Regions from separate parts of the Danio rerio genome. Here region 2 is linked to region 1. Evidence: chromatin contacts called from public Hi-C data. All regions are on one chromosome and are shown on one strand. Each heading gives the region's core, a stretch centred on a gene start, on an enhancer-like site or on the middle of the called end of the contact. The rest is flanking DNA. Distances are from core to core; before and after follow the strand shown. Region 1 has its middle 470 kb from the start of igfbp5b. Region 2 has its middle 520 kb from the start of tns1b.

Region 1 (5,268 bases), core at 1,115-3,614:
ATAATACAGATTCAAACAAACACACTTTACAAGAAAAAAAACTAGGCGTCATTCTTGTCATGTCCAGCTAAAATGTGATTTCCCACTACTGCTCAATGAAGTTCATTTAAAACTACCATTTGACCAAACTTGCTGCATGTGTTGCCATCTCTGCTGCCACATCTCTCAGCCAGCTTTGGGAAATTTCGTCTTAGTCCAGCACAGGTGGTTCACATTTAGAGGTGAGACTATATATAGCCTGCGAAAACACAATCCAGGTGGTTTTTCCAATGAACAAAGCAGCTAATGCAGAGCCATGCGGCTGCCCCCTCCCAGGGTTTGTTTAATGAACAGAATCTCTGGAGTATAGAGGAAAGATACAGAGCTGCCAGCTGGGCACAGACCGCTGATAATTCAAGCCCATTGGTCAGAGGCACAGAGGGCAGTAAATGACACCAATCAAGGCTTTTGGTTTCGCTGTTGGGGAAGCTGCTTTGAAACCGTACCTTCCCGAGCTTCAAACCACTCATAATTTAAACTGGTTAAACTACAGTCACGCTGCCCTTTTAACAGTAGCCGGAATGGAGCTATTTAATGAAGGGATTTCTTTCTTTTTTTGAATTAAATTGCAGCTACATTACATAAGATAGCAATAAAGTTGTTTTTCAACAAGCTTCAAAATAATGAGGGTTTTAAATTAGAGTGGTATTATTAGTCATCAATTCAGTAAATATTGTTTGTTCAAAACAGAAGCAGTAAGACTATCAATTTATATAATTGATTCAACCCAGGCTCATTCTGATAATGTACCCATATATACATTTCTGGAGAGCGCCAAATACATCCCAGGAGCTACGTTTTTTGCCTTTTTTTCATGAATCCACCAGAGGCCGCTGTGTATGCTTTTTAAGATCTCAAACTTCTTCTTTTTAAAGGGAATTTTATTAAACGTAAGTATAAATTATTCCAGTGATTAATTCAAAACAGCTGATTAATTTCAAAAATCAAACCAGATTCATGGATTAGGTTTGTCAAAAGTGCCACCTTTGAATTGATTTATCAGCAATCGCCACAGTGGAATGAACCACCAACTACTATGCCAAATGTTTTACACAGTGGATGCAGCTGAAAGAGCATCCACTGTGTAAAACATTTGACAAAGTTGCCATATTCCCAGTACTGAGAAATGTTTGCTTTTTTATCCCGAATTAAAATGCCATTTTGACTGAATTCAAGCCGTATATAAATACAGTTTATAAATATACACACACACACACACACACACACACACACCATTTTATTAGGCAAACATGTCCAACTGCATGGTCCAACTTCGTGACATGGTTGTTGGTGTCAGACGGGGTGGTCTGTGTAATTCAGAAATTGCTCATTTACTGGGATTGTCACGCATCACCATCTCTAGGGTTTACAGAGAATGGTCCGAAAAAAATCCCTTTATGACCACAGTGTACCCATCTTCTGATGGCTACTTCCAACAGGATAACGTGCCATGTCATAAAGTGCGAATCATCTCAGACTAGTTTCTTGAACATGACAACCAGTTCACTGTACTCAAGCGGCCTCCACAGTCACCTGACTCAATCCAATAGAGCACCTTTGTGATGTGGTGGAACAGGAGATTCGCGTCATGGATGTGCAGCTGACAAATCTGCAGCAGCTGCGTGATTCTATTATGTATTCTGTCAATATGGACCAAATGTCAATATGGACCAAAATCTTTGAGGAATATTTCCAGTACCTTGTTGAATTTATTACATTAAAGGCAGCTCTGAAGGCAAAAGGGGGTCAAACCCGGTAGGTGTACCTAATAAAGTGGCCGTATAGAGTATATATATATATATATATATATATATATATATATATATATATATATATATATATATATATATATATATATATATATGTGTGTGTGTGTGTGTGTGTGTGTGTGTGTGTGTGTGTGTGTGTGTATATCTATCATGAATTACAATGTGAATTATCAGTGCCCAGCTCTTTTCTGACAAGCTCATAAAGCAAGCCCAGGAATGCATTCATCTCTCTAGATTTACTAGTCAGGTGTCTTCAAGGTTATTGCGACACGCATATCTCGACAGCATCAAATATTTGAATAGTGCTCTTATTCCTGGGAACTCCGGCAAAAGACAAAACGCTCCCAGTGAAACATGTTTTGGATAATTTAGTCGGCTGCTGCCTTTGGTCTGAGAAGACATTTCGGCAATGCCACAGCAGCCACAGAGGCCGTTCTGTTGGCCGCTCACGAAGGAAGCATCTTTGCGCCAGGCCACTCTGCCCACTTCCACCCTCCACCTCCTTCTTAAAACTAATCCTGCAGGCGGGCTGTGAGCAGACAGATCTGTCTCCATCACAGTCTGTAACCATCCTTCCCCCACATTTCTAGACTGGGTTAGTCTGACACACACATGGGGTCTCCGAAAGGCACAAAGGTACTTTTTAGGAATCTCTCTCTCTCTCTCTCTCTCTCTCTCTCTCTCTCTCTCTCTCTCTCTCTCTCTTTCTCTCTTCGTTCCTAGAGAATCTATGTCAGGATTTGATTTTATTGCAGGGTGCAGCCTTCCTCATGCTGCCGTCTGGATTTGGATGTCAACCACATGCCTGATTTACATTTACAGATGGCTGAAAATACATCTCGAATTTAAAGCACTGTTATTTTCCTCAAACACTGTCCATCAAAGACAGATAGATAGATTCTGATCGAATTCCACTTTTGCTGAATGATTGTCTTACTTTATTGTGTGTGCATTTCCATCCCCCTTTTTTTTTTACATGTTAATATCATCCAGGTGTGTTGAAGTCTCGGAAATGAAGGAAATAGTTCAACCAAAAATGTACAATTATTTACTCACCCTATAGTTGCAAATCATTTTTTTTAATCAGTGTTATCTGTCATAATCTTCACATATATAGACTCTTTGCAACAACAAATGGACAAAACACCACAAAAAAAATAAAATAAAAAATAAAATTGCTTCAAAGTCTTCTTAGATATTGGGTAGTTAAATCTAGTAAAAGCATAATTCATGTTAGTTTTAATTTGTTTCTCTGTTTTGTGCGACATAGGCTCACTTTAAAAAAACGAAAAACGTAGCCCATTAGGGTCCCATGATCAGTTTCTTTTGTCAATCACTCAGTCTCGCTGCAAATCAAAAGGTGATTGAGCTTTTTGTGTTGCGGCCCCAAGGCTCTGGAACAGTCTCCTGTTGAACACTAGGATTTCTCCATCCTTGGATACTTTTACATCTAACTTGAAGACGTATTCTTACTCCCTTGCCTTTGAGTGACTCATACATGTAATTTCTATACTGTATTTTAGTATTACATATATATTTCCTTTTCTTACATTTTTATTTTTTTATTTTTATTTTCTTAAATATTTTTTCTCATTGTAAAGCAATTTGGATCAACTATGGTTGTATAAAATTGTGCTCTATAAATAAAGTTTGCCTTGCCTTGCCCTTTATATTTTTCTGGAGATCTGGAATTATGAGCCAGAAGTACATATGGCTGCATTTTGTCTTGAAAACAAATGCTATGGTTCCTTTGCAAGCTTACCAGCTGACCAATAGCGTGCCGAAGTATGCTAATAGGACTTATATATACTGGGTGAAGCGCTTACGGTGAACGGTATGCCATTGCAAAATCGGCATGTTTAAGGTCTGTTTCTTAGGTTAAAATGAAAGGCACGCAGGGCGCATGAGCAGCGTGCAAAACGCTAACGGCCATTAGTAAATAATTTAAAAAAGGCACCCCTTAACGAGAAAAGCATGTTTAGTGTGATCGGCCCCCATGCAAGGATGTCCTCAAAGAAGCCATAGGAATTTAAATAACTTCTAATGGATGTCATTTGTTTTATTTAAAAAATCTTCATTTTCATTTATAATCTTTATTGTTAAGTCTCTTTATTAAGCTGGGGTCACCACAGTGCAATGAATCGCCAACTTATCCAGCATAGGTTTTATTTTTTATGCAAACTCCACACAGAAATTCCAACTGACCCAGCCAAGACTCAAACCAGTGACCTTCTTGCTGTGAGGCGACAGCACTACCCACTGCACTACCTTTATTAAAAAATAATAATGAAAAAAAAATGTATAAAATAAAATAGTAGTAAATCTAATATAGTATTTTCTATGAAAAAAGAGGTCTCATCATGACATTAACTGGAAATTATTTATTAATGAATGAAAACCTTTAAATCTTAGTTTTTGATATTAGGTGAGTCATTGCACATTTCATTTAATCATTTAAAAGGGTTATACTAACTATTCACATGTCTTTTGGTTAATTATATATATATATATAGGACTATTTAAAATAAAAAAACACTGATTCATCTTGCAGGCATCACGGTGGCACAGTGGGTAGCACGATCACCTCACAGCAAGAAGGTCATTGGTTCGAGCTTCGGCTAGGTCAGTTGGCATTTCTGTGTAGAGTTTGCATGTTCTCCTCATGTTCGTGTACATGGGTTTCCTCCAGGTTCTCCGGTTACCCTCACAGTCTAATAGACATGCGCTATAGGTGAATTGGGTAAGCTAAATTGACCGCAGTGTGAGTGTGAATGAGAGCATATGGGTTTTACCCAGTGATGGGTTGCAGATGGAAGCTCATCCACTGTGTAAAACATATGCTGGATAATTCCGCTATGGTGACTCTAGATTAATAAAGAGACTAAGCCAAAAAAAAAAAAAAAAATGAAAGAATAAGTGATTAATCTTGCCATTGTCATCCTGGCCATGCATAAGACACATCTTCCAACATGAATATTTGAGAAGTAAACAAACAAACAATATAATAAATAAAATAATTGTTACTTAACATATACCATTCCAGAAACACATTCATCACTGCAATCAAGACCCAGTCATTGACTCTTAACTATTTGCTTGCTTAAATGCAAACAGTAAGTTTTGTTTTGGCCAGGCTGTGTATATCGCATTGTGCTATTGTGTGTGTGTGTGTGTGTGTGTGTCTTTGAAAAGAGTTTAATGTGAAAGCAGTACCTGTACACAATCTCCATCTCCTGTCCTCTGTTGTGCAGGTGCCAGATGTCCAGGGTTGCAAGGCTAAGCTTTAGGCCGACCTGGTTGGAATGAAAAGTAAATTAAATACTGGTGGACACTTTAGAGTAAGCTTTGTTAGTCATGCATAGCAAACCTTTTAAGTCATAGCACTTCAAAAACAAAAGTCTTGTCGGCTGGGTGATAAGCAATCTGGATCAGTCGTAGCTGTGGTCTGTTCAGTCACTGA
Region 2 (5,268 bases), core at 1,084-3,583, 89 kb before region 1:
GAACAAATACTTTTTCTAAATGTGTTGAAGAAAATGTGTTAATGAATGTATTTTAAAAATGATGGGTTAACCATATACCAACATTGGGTCAAATATGCCCAAAGCCAAGGTTAAGTTATTTTTTTTTCTTTTTGTTATTTAAATTAAAATTAACAAATACACAGAGATACCTTTTATCCCAAGAAAACCAATTTCATTCCTCGAGGCCCAGTGTTCCAGCAAAGTTTGGAGGTGGACCAGTGGTCAGCCTCATAGGAAATAATGCTTTTTTTCCCACAGGAAAAGCTTAACACTTGCAGCCAGGGCTTCAGCCGTCTGTCATATGCAGGAGTGGTTGAAAACTTAGTGGGCTGTGATGCACCAATCCAACAGTCGACCATCAGAAAACATTTGTTGGACTAGCTTTTGAGGGCATCTTTTCCACATGTTGGCTTTAGTTGGGATCATGTCAGAAAGTCTAATAGCGAAAATAGAGACTCCTGTATGCCTGCAAACAAATGCTAATCTCCTGGAAATCACACTTGTGACTTAAGATTTTTAAATGTTAGTATGGTTTGTTTTTAAGATATCTTTAAGCTAGTGTGCTCCAAAACAGTGACACAATCTGCATTTAGAAGATATAAAACCGATAAGCATGTAAAGCTAGTAGGATCAACAATTTTATTCACGTTAACCCATACTTCAATTTCTCATCAAATCATAACCAATCAAATGCTCTCTAGTATCTGACATGTCTCGCTCCCTTCTCATTTGCTTTTTATTAGATGCACTTGAGCTCAACCACTCTCACTGGCAGAGCTGTGATAAAATGCTAATCAGGGTTGGGCGATGTCGACCAATTTGGCATTGTACGATGTCTAATGTAAAATGTAAAATGTCTAATGTGATGGATCATCATCATCTGATGGGTCATCATCATGTGAAAAGCGAGGGGGGGGGGGGTGCATAGTGACTCCTGGAACTTACGGGAAACTTGGGAACAACTACAGTGAGACGTGAACCAGCGGTACATCATTGATAAACTTGAGCGCATGACAGTGAGTGGCTGTGTGTGTGTGTCTGTGGCTCTGCAGTGAGCACCACTTGTGTCTATGTGTGTGATCATGTGATGTGCGTTTTCAGCAAACGGAGGGCTGTTCAGAAATGCTAGGTAAATAAAACGGTGTGGATGTGGAATATTTTAAAATGGCATTTTAACACAAAGACGCATTAGTGAAAACGGGGCCTGAGTGTGTATTTTTCGCGAGCGGGTTTGCGACGGGGGCAGGGCAGAGGATCGGCGATGCCAGCTCAGCATTGTGTTGTTGCATTGTCAATGGACGATGACATCGTTTATCAGCCCAACTCTAATACTAATGGCTGTTTTTTTTTAAGGGGAGGAGCATCATTATGTCCCACCCTCTCCTCGTGTTTTGGTTGAAATTATATCAGACATCGAATAAAAATGCACATTTCAAAACACTTCACGCGACCTTTAACGATGTTGTAACTATAATATATACACAATATAATACTACTAAAGTATGGTTTTAAAACACTATGGAATTTACTATAAATTACTATAGTATCTTTTTTGTGTGTGTGATGTCAAGCTGCCTTATACTATTATTTCTGAAGTCAAATCACAACTTTCACAAATGTTTGGTTAGCAAACACACTAATGTCAAATGCAGAGTCACTTCTGTAGCAATAATGCTAATTTTGGTGGATGATAGTTTCTCATCAAGTTAAATGCTCATAATAAGTGACCGAGGGTCTACTGATTTAAAGCAGTTGTCTATGTAGGCACTACAAAGTAGTTCCCTAGGATTTGGAATGGAGTTATAGTGGCCTAAACATGTGCCTCTGTGGAAAATTCCACCTCCACTGAATCACACTGAATGTTTAGATTTTTTTTCAGCGATTTATTGACTTTCTCTATATATATTTACAATAATTCATTTTTTGGGGGCGAATATTCTTTCCTGGAGACAACAATTTGAGAAAGGGCATAACTGACTCTTGGCCTCCTTTTAATTTTGTGGGCTTGGGTTTGTATCCTCCACCCTCTGGAGCAACACATTAAACATTCAGGACAAGTACAGTAAACAGACCCACGTGCTTATGAAACAGCATGAGTCTCGTGTCAGTCACTGCCCCGGACTGATCTGCAGGTGTTGGGTGTCCATTGGCAGAAGGGGGAGGGGGTTTGGTAAGGGCCCCTCATCATTAATCATTCTCTGATGGCTGGATGGGTCAGGTGTCCATCTCTGAGATATATGTTTAGTGCTGACCAGTAGAGACAGCTAAGACCGAGCTGCCTGTCTTTGCATGCATTCCATTTCAAAGGCTCCATGTCAGTGTGTTTTGGCTCAAATGCAAGTGTTGCGTGTTTTGGACAGTTGTATTGTCTGGCTCATGTCTGTCTCGGCATGAGGGGTGGTGGACATTTTCTCGCTCTCTTTCTTTCTCTCTCATTCTCTCTCTCTATTCAATTCAGTTCAAAAGAGCTTAATTGGCATGATGACAAAAAAAAATATTCATTGGTTTAATGATTAATTTACAATTATTTTTTAGGTGAGTGGTTGCTAATAATCCCTCTGAGTTGGATTAAATCAAACAATCAAGTTGAATATTACTACATATAATTTCTTTGTTTTAATTTAGCCCGTATACATAGTTTGCAACTACTTATCTTACATTTTTTAGCAAATACAATCAACTACTTTTTGGTAAACAGTACAGACGCAAACTTAACCGGCGCTCTAGGCAAACGACAACGTGGGGTGTCACAGACAAAAGTGTTTCTGAAATACTCAGACCAACAACTATGCCACTTTCAACGATGTTCAGTTTGAACTGCAGCAGATCAACTTGACCATGTCCACATGCTTAAATGAATTGAGTTGCTGCCATGTGATTGGCTAATTTGAAATTTGGGTCCCACTTTATATTAAGTGGCCTTAACTAATATGTACTTACACCAGAATTAATAGTTTGTTACAATGTACTTATTGTGTAAATACATGTATTTACTGTGTACTTATGCTTGACTAAATACAAGTATGTAACTACATCTGTAATTAACTTTTGTAACTACATTTGTAAAAACACTGTTGTCCATCCCTTACACCGTAACCCACCCTTAAACTTACCCATGCCACCAAACCTGTCCATTACCCAACCTCTATCCCAACTCAAAAGCACCAAAAGTGTTCTCAAATACATTATAAACACAGTAAGTACATTGTATTTATTTTTTGATGTAAGTACATAGTAGTTAAGGACACTTAATATAAAGTGGGACCGAAATTTGTGTTAACGAGTAGTTGGACAGGTGTACCTAATACAGTGGCCAGTGAGTGTAAACAAATAACAAAAAAGAGACTAATATGTGTTAATAATAATAATAATAATAAAACATATTAATTCAGATTGTAATAATGTTTCTGATTAATTTAAGGTTAAAACATACTGTGCTGCTGTTAATATCAGACTGGAGTTCTCTCCAAATATATGACTGAAATTTTCAGTATTTTCTTAGAGGTCAGTGATTCTGCTCATGAAAAAATAACCAAATTGATTCCCCGCTCAAGGTGATTCATGTATGTTTAAAGGGTTTGCATTGGTGCCATGACCCAGATGAGAGTGAGGAATTAAGAGGCCATCTAGTGAGAGGTGTGTGAGTTAGTCATGGCTGCTTTCGAAACACTGCTTAAAGAAGCTTAAAAAATTTGATGAATCTTTTGTTTTGAATCAAAACCGAATCAATTTGGTTTGGTCTCATGATTTCAGTAAACAGAACTTCGTTTAGATCATTACTGTTTCGGAAATGTAATAATTCTCTGCTTCTGAGCGATCTGTTTAATGCCATAAACTCCACATAAATCACACGGCTTCATTCATATCGCCCCTAGTGGTAAATGGCTTCATTTTTTTTTCTCAGATCAGTTTTATGGGTGTGTAGATGTTTTAATGAGACATTTGTAAGCTGAAAAGGAATGCTAGTTAATAAAAGAGAATAGTGGCTCTGTGGTTAGCACTGTAGCCTCGCAGCAAGAAAGCCACTGGTTTGAGTCCCGGCTGGGTCAGTTGGCATTTCTCTGTGGAGTTTGCATGTTCTCTTCATGTTCATGTGGATTTCTGGGTGCTCCGGTTTCCTCCACAGTTCAAAGACATGTGGTATAGGTGAATTGGGTGAAACAAAATTGGTTGCTGTGTAGGAGTGTGTGTGTGTGTGTGTGTGTGTGTATGTGTGTGGGTGTACTGGGTTGCAGCTGGAAGGGCATCCGCTGTGTAAAACATAAGCTGGAATAGTTGGCGGTGTATTCTGCTGTGGCTACCTCTCAATAGAGACTAAGCCGAATGAATGGATGAGTCTCTTGTTGGCCTGTTTAGCAGAGGCCATCATGGAACAAACAATATCTTAACCAGGGGACACTAAACTTGTTCCTGGAGGTCCGGTGTCCTGCAGATTTTAGCTTCAACCCTTACCAAACACACCTGAACAAGCTAATCAAGGCCTGGCTAGGTATAATTAAAACACCCAGGCAGGCGTGTTGAGGCAAGTTGGAGCTAAACCCTGCAAGGCACCGGACCTCCAAGAACGAGATTGGTGACCCCTGACCTAAAACTTGAAAATGTATAAAAGAAGGCAAATAATGCAGACATGAATATGTAAAGAAGTTAGATAAGTGCATTTATGTTATATTTTTAATTTAATGCTTGAAAAGAGCACATTCTAATGTGTTTTGTTTAATCATTTTACAAAGCAATTTTGCAAAAATCATTTTGTTTGTTTAGAGGCTTGGAAAATCTGTGTTTCTCCCATCCGTAGTGTGAGTAAACATCGCACACCTGATCATATGCAGTCTTTCACACCCTTGCACATGTGCCTTGTAAAACCAGAGGGGTAAGATACATTCATTCACTGGGGTCACCACAGCAAAATGAACCGCCAACTTATCCACCATATGTTTTACACAGCGAATGCCCTTTAGGCCACAACCCAGAACTGGGAAACACCCATTTGCTCTCGAACATACACTCCAGCCATTTTAGTTTATTTAATTCACCGCATGTTGTTGGAACTGGAGCATCCGGAGGAAACCTCTAAAGGTGCCCTAGCGACAGACGCTAGAGGCCATGGTATTTAGCCTCCTCGGTAGAGCAACCGACTCCCATGCGGAAGGTCGCCGGTTCGATACCAGCTCTGAGTGTGTTAAGTGGCGTAGGACCGGCGATGTTACATTGGTGCCGTGACTCGGATGGGAGTGAGGTTTAGGGGGG

What was found. Hi-C and Micro-C count contacts between places; a contact is called where the count stands out from the background.
Region 2: a Hi-C map of embryo shows a contact between it and region 1, with 1.8 times the contacts expected there. The contact joins two enhancer-like sites.

What each region holds. Positions count from the first base shown.
Region 1 is chr9:49,128,122-49,133,389 of GRCz12tu, reverse strand. No RefSeq gene overlaps it. Among named protein-coding and RNA genes, the nearest start is that of igfbp5b, 470 kb to the right of the region's middle. Within about 2 kb of position 2,364, at least 4 of the 62 cell types and tissues checked have an H3K27ac peak or open chromatin away from gene starts, as enhancers often do.
Region 2 is chr9:49,217,241-49,222,508 of GRCz12tu, reverse strand. No RefSeq gene overlaps it. Among named protein-coding and RNA genes, the nearest start is that of tns1b, 520 kb to the left of the region's middle. Within about 2 kb of position 2,333, at least 6 of the 62 cell types and tissues checked have an H3K27ac peak or open chromatin away from gene starts, as enhancers often do.